Regions from separate parts of the Mus musculus genome. Here region 1 is linked to region 2. Evidence: chromatin contacts called from public HiCAR-type data. All regions are on one chromosome and are shown on one strand. Each heading gives the region's core, a stretch centred on a gene start, on an enhancer-like site or on the middle of the called end of the contact. The rest is flanking DNA. Distances are from core to core; before and after follow the strand shown. Region 1 overlaps Ccdc172 (coiled-coil domain containing 172). Region 2 overlaps Atrnl1 (attractin like 1).

Region 1 (3,916 bases), core at 975-3,474, 520 kb before region 2:
ATGCAATGATTTTAAGATCTACGCTCTACATGTATTTGTGTTTTATTCTTTTTCTTTAAAAAAATGAGCCCCTCCAAATTCTATGATATAGATATACCTCGTTTTGGCATTCAGAAGCTCTGGGGTTGCTTATGGGGCTACTCTGGTACCTCTGTAAACATATTTGTACACGTTCTTATGTGATTCCTGTTTAATTATCTTAAATACCTACATGTAAAATTAGGAATTCATGTATTTTTTAGGATGAATGGTCTAAGGAATCACCTGTTTCTTGGTGCAGTTGTGCCCACGACCTTCCCACTGCAGTTCTCAGTGTCTTTGCATGCATGCCACACTACCACAGACGGGTCTGTTACGTACTTGGGCTGTGCCACTGCACTTCTAATTTGCTTTCTTGACGGCTCATGGCATTGAGCTACATTTGCCCTTTCCTGCATCTTTTGGGGTGAATCTGCTTAAATATTTGTCCATTTAAAACCTGGCTATTTTTCAGTAAGGGTTTGTAAGGGTTGTCATATTCTGGTTCCCACTCTTATCAGATGTTTACAAATGCTTTCTCCCATTTTGCAGGCCTTTTCCCTCTGCAGACAGCATCCTTGAGGAAGTCCAAATTATCTATACTTCGTGCATATATCATAATATTGACTGTCTTTAAAATTCAAGGTCATGGAGTTATATCTGTGTTCTGTTTTAGGTGTTCTGTGTCTCTGGCTCCCATGTTTAGGCCTTTGGTTCATCACGAGTGACTTTTTTGTGCAGAATCAGCAGATGCTCGATTCACCATTTTGCATGTGACTGCCCAGTGTTAACACTATAAGAAACTATTCTTTCCCACTGAAGTATGTGACCATTCTCATCACAAATCATCTGACTGTGGGTGACACTGTTTCTTGACTTTAATTACATCTAATTGATCTACATGACCATCTTTGACCAATACCACAGTATCTTTACTACATCTCATCTATGGAAGTTTATACCTGGGAGGTCTGGGTCTCTCCTCACCGATATCAGTACTGTGTGCTGGTTATTTTACAGTCATTTAGCTAATGTTGGTAACAGGTGTTGCTGATTCTTTCTCCTTCATCTGGCAGTGTGGCCATCTCAAAAGTATTGGGTTCCAATCTATAATCACAGACTCCACAAAAGTTTACTTTAGTTCTTGGATTCCCTTCAATGATGTTGTCTATACTTCTTATCATGTGTATCTTGAACTTCTATTTAATACATTCCTAAGTATTTTAGCTTTTGGATATCATTGTATTTTATTTTGTATTTATATTGTAATGGATTTTCTTTTACATTTTTAAATCATTATTTATTGTGTATGTGAGTGCTGGCCTGAATGTATGTGTATGCCTGCAGAGGTCAGAGGAGGTTATCTGATCCCCTGAATCTGGAGTTACAGATGAATCCTCTGTGAGAGAACATGTATTTTAAAGTCCTGATCCCCCATGATTGCATCTTGCATGTTGTTTCACCCCACAATTCTGTTGGGCTTGCTGGCCCCAGGAGCTTTTATTTTTTGGCTTCCTTGGGATTTTATAGGGGAGAGGTCAGACTGTCAGCTGGGACACACACCTAAGAGAAACAGTTCTATGGAGCTTATTCTGGCTCTCAAGTCTCAGAGGGGACAGAATACTGAGGTGTGGGTGTGAGGTAGAGCAGAGCTTCCTCATGGAAGCCAGAAGTAGACATACAGTAGTAGATGGGGACAAGCACCCTTTAAAGCACTCCCCACGTGGCCCAGGCAACCCGGAGTTCATGATCCAATCATCTCTTATCAGCAGCTGGGGACCAGGCCATCAACACACTTCACACTTGAACCATAACACAAGCCCATTTCTTCACATATGAAGTCTTTTACTTCTTCCTTTTTCATACAAGTACCCTCCAGCTGCTTTCTTCCTGGACTTCTAGCTACAATCTCCAGCACTGTGCTGTGTGAACCTGGCTAGTGTAGACACACTTACTTTGCTCTTAGGCAGGCAACTTTTCCTTCTTCTACCATCAAGCCTAATATGAGCTTTGAGTTTTCCTCAAATTCCCTTTAAGCTGAGGAAATTCCCTTCTAGTTTCAGCTGACTAGATGTTTTATCAGAACCTGGCACTAGATCTTGCCAATTAGTTTCCTATGTTTATTTTTTATACCGCCCATTTAGCATTCCAGGATAGTCATGTCCCTGAATATTCTTACACTCACTGGGGCAGGTTTCATTTTCCATTCTAATTGCATCATCTCTGTCATTTCTGTTTACACTTTGGCTAAGCCACTTGTTTCACTGCCCTAAGTAATAATCCGTCACTTGATAATATGTTTAGGAGCTTTCTTACTGCATGTTAGACATTATATTACCAATACTGTTGAACACGTGAGCTTTGCTTTCTTCTAAGGTTTGCTGGGGCTCATACTGATGGGTGGGTAAGTTGCTTTGAAGTCAGGTTTATAACATTTTTAAAGGGGGAGTCTAAGGGAACATCTAGTCATAGGCTATTTCTTAATGTCATTCTTTTCAGATAGATTTTACTTTTTATTGTGTAAAAGTGTATGCACACTATATATGAACCTGGTGCCTGCCATGGTCAAATAGCACACTGAATCTTGTAGAACTGGAGTTACACATGATTGTGAGGCACCGTGTAGGTACTGGAACTGTACAGAGTCCTCTTCAAGAGCAACAGGTGCTCTTGACCACTGAGCCATCTGACTGTTGTGATCATGAGTGGAAACTGTCCACACCACGTTCAATCATTCTTTCCCTGACCTTGCTTCTACACTACAATACAAACTCCTATCTTTAAATTTCGTTGCTTATTTCTGGCACAGAATTTGCACAGCATATGATAGGTTCACAAGAAAACATGTGGAACTTAATTCAACGGATCGCAGTTGCCTTTAACTATTTGTTTCTAGCCAGGACAGCTGGCAGAGGTTAAGAACAGTTGTTCTTGCAGAGGACCTAGGTTGGGTTCCCTGTGTCCACATGCAGCTCAGTACTAGGGGTCCGACTCCACTTCTGCCCTCTTCAGGCTCCTGCGTGCCTATGATGCAGACACTTAGGCATCAACACACAAAATTAACTATACTTTTAAAATATTTTTTTCTGTTCATTAATTAAACAAAATGTCTATGAAAAGAAGAGCTGTCTCCTACTTCTTTCATCAATGAAAGAGTGGAGCAAAGGGCTCACTGATGCGCTCAGGACACACATGGGCCTTCTGATACCACGGTGCCTCAGCATGGTGGTCAGCATGATCCAATATGCTTCCACAGTCAGCCTTATGACACTGAGTAAAGAATAACGGAGACATTGTGGATTTAAATATCCCTGAGACACAGAATATGCTGTTTTCAGTCCTGTCTCTCTATCTAGGCTAAATAATCTGAAGATTTATCTGTCTGTCTGTCTGCCTATCTACTTTATTTGCCAGTATCTATCTATCTATCTATCTATCTATCTATCTATCTATCTATCTATCTATCTATCTGCCAGTAAAAAATTAGGTGTGAGGAAATACAAAGTTCACAAAAAGAAGATCTGGTCTACTGCAGGGGATCTTGGGAGGCTAAACCCAGTTTCTCCTTGATGGGTGAGTATTTTAATGGTCTTTGGGGGGGTGTCTTCCTTCCCCCATTTAGGTTTGGTCAGTTTGAAAACAGATGGGGGTTGGGGGAACCCTACTGACAGGAGAAAAAGCCTGCCCAGCTCTGGACTCAGGTCAGAAGAGGGAGGAAAAAAATCTGCTCGTTCTGACAGCTCACCATCTTTCTATCTAGACATGGCCCCTCTTCCTTGAAAACTGATTGTTTAAGCACACAAAAAAAAAAACAATGGACAACCTCCCAACAACACTCACAGAACTGAGGAATTAAACCCTGTGTTTTAAGGTAAGCTCTCCTCTCCATTTTCCTACT
Region 2 (4,189 bases), core at 67-2,566:
TCTGGAGTGGCACAGCCCCCCAGGCTCTTTGAATAGGGAAACTTACGATGATAAAGGAATATATGTCATGTCATTTCTTGCATCCCCCTTTAAATGCTATGTGACACACCACTTTCATTTACGAAATACTTGTAAATAGTCACTCAGGGGTCCTTATGTGATATCTGTGTGGATAAGAAAAGTGCAGTGAGGAGGACTATGAAATAATGCTCACATGGAACAGTGCGGCTTTGATACCAGAAAAGCAGCATTGTACATACGCATGCATCGAAGTCTCTAGTTACAGCAGGAATTTGGAGAGGGCTAACAATATATTGCTTTTTTTTTTTTTTTTTTTTACAAAAGAAATTTACTGATGCTCTTGTGAATCTTGGAAAACAGATGCATGACTCATGGGCTGACACACTTGTGTGTGTCTCACTACCCACAGGGGCTACATGGAGTCAGGGTGGTGGTGGTGGTGGGGTTGCTGCTGTTCATACACTCGTGTGAAGGTTGGACTCACAGACAATCCCCCAAACTGCTCAAATAGTAATAAAATGTAGTGAGATGAATGTAATGATGGATTTGAGATTAAGAATACTCAACTATGAAAAATTTAAAAGAAACATCAAGATATTAGAAAGCCAGCACAACAGAAATAGGTAGAGAGCTGGTGGCAGCCCATGTGGTGGGTGAGAAGCATGGGCCATGTGTAGCCATGGGTGTAGTCAAACCTTCCACTGGAATTGAAATGTCCTTTTGAGTGAAACATTGACAGGCTGGGAAAAATCTCCACCTTATATTCCTGATTTCCACTCTCCACAGCGCATTTCCACAGAGCCTTAACAGCTGTGTGCAGGCCTGTTCCAGCCTGGCTCCCTGCGTCTCCATAAGTTGGGCCTTTGTCCGTGTTTCTGTCCCACCTGTTGTGCTGCTGCAGTTCCCACTAGCTGACTTCTGGGTGCTGAGCAAGAACCATTTCTGGGATCCTCTACTCAGAGGCAGCCCTCCTGCTTCCACAGTCTTCAGCCATGATTTACTTGTGATGACTGCTTTAGCCTCAGTAAAGGTTCTTCTCTGATGGCCTGCATGCTCACCGAATGGAATTTTCCTCGTGTCAGGATTTGACAACTGTCTCTGTTCTTATGTCATCTCCCATCTATGCCAACAAGTGGTACACGGAAGCCCTCATGCTGACAAGGGGACTCTCATTCCTCCCTGATGTAATATGTATCCCAGGCGGCAGGCTGGTACAGCTGTTAGGATGTTGTTAGGATTCTTTTGTTCATAAGTGGAGTGAAACCCATACCACATTGCGCAATAGACTCCTGATGTGGTCATTCACTTGGATGATCATCAACGTTAACACCAACCAGTGCTCTGCCTCTGACCAAGGGCCTTCAGACTGATTCAATAAAATATAGGAAATATAATCCCGGAGACATCTCGAGGCCTGCCAGCATTCTCTGCTAAATTGGTATGTGTATCCCTGGATAACACACTAGCTGTAGTCATCAGTAATGCCTATTTAAGCTGTGAAACCTCAGAGCACAGGCCAGCGCTAGGATGCTTCTGTCTAGAACCAGTGAGCAGGGTGTGGCCTGTGCAGCTGTAGCCTCTGCTCTGATTATTTGGCTCTTGCCTCAGAAGTTTACCTTAGACTTTCTGTAGAAAATGAAGTGTAGGTCATGTTGTCAAATTTGCAGACTTTTTTTGGAGGTCCCCCAAAGGCTGGGACACTCTCCCAGGACTCTGACTTTGGCTATGACCTGTCATATGACACTGGAGAACAGCCAGGGTGCTTACCACATCCAGTGCTGCAGAGGAATCTGTGGGGAGGTTTGCATAGCTCCCTGCTGCTCTTTGAACACAGAGTCCCAATGTCTAACAACCCAAGAAATTCAGAGGCAAACTAATTTTATAAAGATGAGATAGCACATTGTTTGATGCCTTTCTGGAAGTACTCAAGGGATGGTCACACCACACCACACACACACACACACACACACACACACACACACACACAGAGGAACATTATTCAGTCCTAAAAATAGAATCAGATCTTCTCATTTGTGGCACACGCCAAAACAGAACTCCGAGGGAGCTATGGTAAGTGAAGTGAGCCAGAATGAATACCACATGTTCTCCTTCATATGAGGGTTAAAAAGTTGATCACTTTATTCTGCAATAACAAACCCCACTAATTACAGTAGAGTGAATTATCTGCATGGAGATGACATCTATTTAAACCCAACACTGAAATGGTGAAGGAGAACATGGATCTCATGTTCCAGTCGCTAACTAAATTCTGTCAGGGCTACATGGTAGCTTCCATGTTGGCAGGGTAAAGGTCTTAGGACCAGAGAGTCAACCGAACGAGTGACATCACGGTAAGGAAGGCAAGAGAGTCAAAAACGCTCTGCAACTCCGAGTGTGTGCAGTATTTAAGCTGGCTAAGGACAAGGGGAACCGAAGTGGTCTGGAAGGTTCTCTGCTGTCTGTAATAGACACTAGTGGATGGCATGGTGTGAGAGTTACCAGTGGTATAAACTACTACAGCCAAGACAAGTAAGACACAGAGAGGGAGGATCAGTCTCCTGCCAACTGGGACATGAGGAACATCAAGTGGCTTTAATAAACCACTCCCGGACACTGCAGCGTGAGAGCCATCAGACTGGGGGCAGCAAAGCTAAGTCAAGTGCAGTCACCTTGTGTTAACTACTTCAAATTGCTAGACTTTCCTGAAAACAGAAAGCAGACTAACATACGGTTGATAGAATAGGACATTAAAGCCTTCATGAAATGAGGGCACTTCACCGCATCCAGAAGCAAACAGGCTCCACCTGTCATCCAGATGAGTCCGGTTTAAGGAAGGTAACAGACAAGACACGGGGCAGATTGTGGCATCTCAGCCCAAACAAAAGCCCGATACCCTCCCACCCCCCAAATTTCAGCCTTAGGGTTTGGGCATTTATTCACAGAAACTGAGGTAAAGGACTGGCACATGGTCAAAGAAATTTTTTTAAAATCAAATAAATCTTGCACTTTAGCTTGGATTTAAAATTTGTTTCTAAACAAGCACTTAGAAGCCTTGGGCAGCAATAAGACGGAAGGCAATTTCCAGAGACTAATGGAGCAGCTACAGGGAGTGAGTGGAGATGGGGGCTGTGTAATGAACAGAGCGTTTTCTTTCAGAAGTAGTTATAAAATAGCCCCTCTCTGATGAAACTGCAGGCAAGGACATGCGGGAGTTTCGTTAGAGCCCAGATAAGCTCATGTTTGTGTTACCACAGATTCAGAGGGAGAAGACACATAGAGCGGAAACCAAAGCTAAAGTCTGAAGGACTGAAGGAAAGAGCCCGTCACAGGCCGTCATGGGTGTGTGCCCGGGAATCTAACTACTAAATAGGATAAACGGCAGCAGAGTTTGTGGACTAGTGAGCTTACTTAATGCCAAGTCTTAACTTGGTCCATGGAAAATCTTCATAGAATTTTTTCTTTTTGTCTCTTATGTTAGAAGGGATTTAATTTTTCTAGGTAAACATAAAAGGTAGAAAAATGAAGACTTTGATTAAAAAGCCTATTTCAACACTCTCACCCTCAAATCATTTTCAGTGGGCCCATATAAAAATGATTAAGGGAGCCGGGCATGGTGGCACATGCCTTTAATCCCAGCACTTGGGAGGCAGAGGCAGGTGGATTTCTGAGTTCGAGGCCAGCCTGGTCTACAGAGTGAGTTCCAGGACAGCCAGGACTACACAGAGAAACCCTGTCTCGAAAAACAAAACAAAAAAAGATTAAGGGACTAACACTCTGATTTTAGACAATGACAATTTTTGAGAAATGTCTTTGATTAAAACCATATTTGAAGAAAAAGGAAAATTACCATTGCTGATCACATAACCATGGTATCCTCTCCTGTATGGATAATTAGGATAACTTATTCTGGATTCTGAAATATTAACCGATTTTCAAATTTTGCTTTCATGTTTGCTCCTTAGAATTTTAGAAGGCTTAATAATTTAATCATTCAGTTATTTGATCTGATGTTTATATAATTCCAGAAAGTGATTGTCTTAGTCAGGGTTTCTATTCCTGCACAAACATCATGACCAAGAAGCAAGTTGGGGAGGAAAGGGTTTATTCGGCTTACACTTCCATACTGCTGTTCATCACCAAGGAAGCCAGGACTGGAACTCAAGCAGGT

Evidence for each region. HiCAR-type assays count read pairs that join an accessible place to other places.
Region 1: a HiCAR-type map of fibro-adipogenic progenitors shows a contact between it and region 2, with 6 times the contacts expected there. The contact joins two enhancer-like sites. A contact is called at or near these places in 1 of 484 Hi-C or Micro-C datasets (embryonic stem cells) and 2 of 115 datasets of contacts at active chromatin or transcription factors (embryonic stem cells and fibro-adipogenic progenitors).

The regions. Positions count from the first base shown.
Region 1 is chr19:58,531,544-58,535,459 of GRCm38.p6, reverse strand. The region is part of intron 5 of Ccdc172 (coiled-coil domain containing 172); the gene reads right to left. Among named protein-coding and RNA genes, the nearest start is that of Ccdc172, 22 kb to the right of the region's middle. Within about 2 kb of position 2,224, at least 14 of the 459 cell types and tissues checked have an H3K27ac peak or open chromatin away from gene starts, as enhancers often do. A contact at or near this core is called in fibro-adipogenic progenitors, where this site is marked.
Region 2 is chr19:58,014,343-58,018,531 of GRCm38.p6, reverse strand. All of the region lies in intron 27 of Atrnl1 (attractin like 1), which reads right to left. Gm32980 (a long non-coding RNA gene) reads left to right here. Exons shown (of 6, transcript XR_003952872.1): 6 at 1-3,970. Among named protein-coding and RNA genes, the nearest start is that of Gm32980, 27 kb to the left of the region's middle. Within about 2 kb of position 1,316, at least 59 of the 459 cell types and tissues checked have an H3K27ac peak or open chromatin away from gene starts, as enhancers often do. A contact at or near this core is called in fibro-adipogenic progenitors, where this site is marked.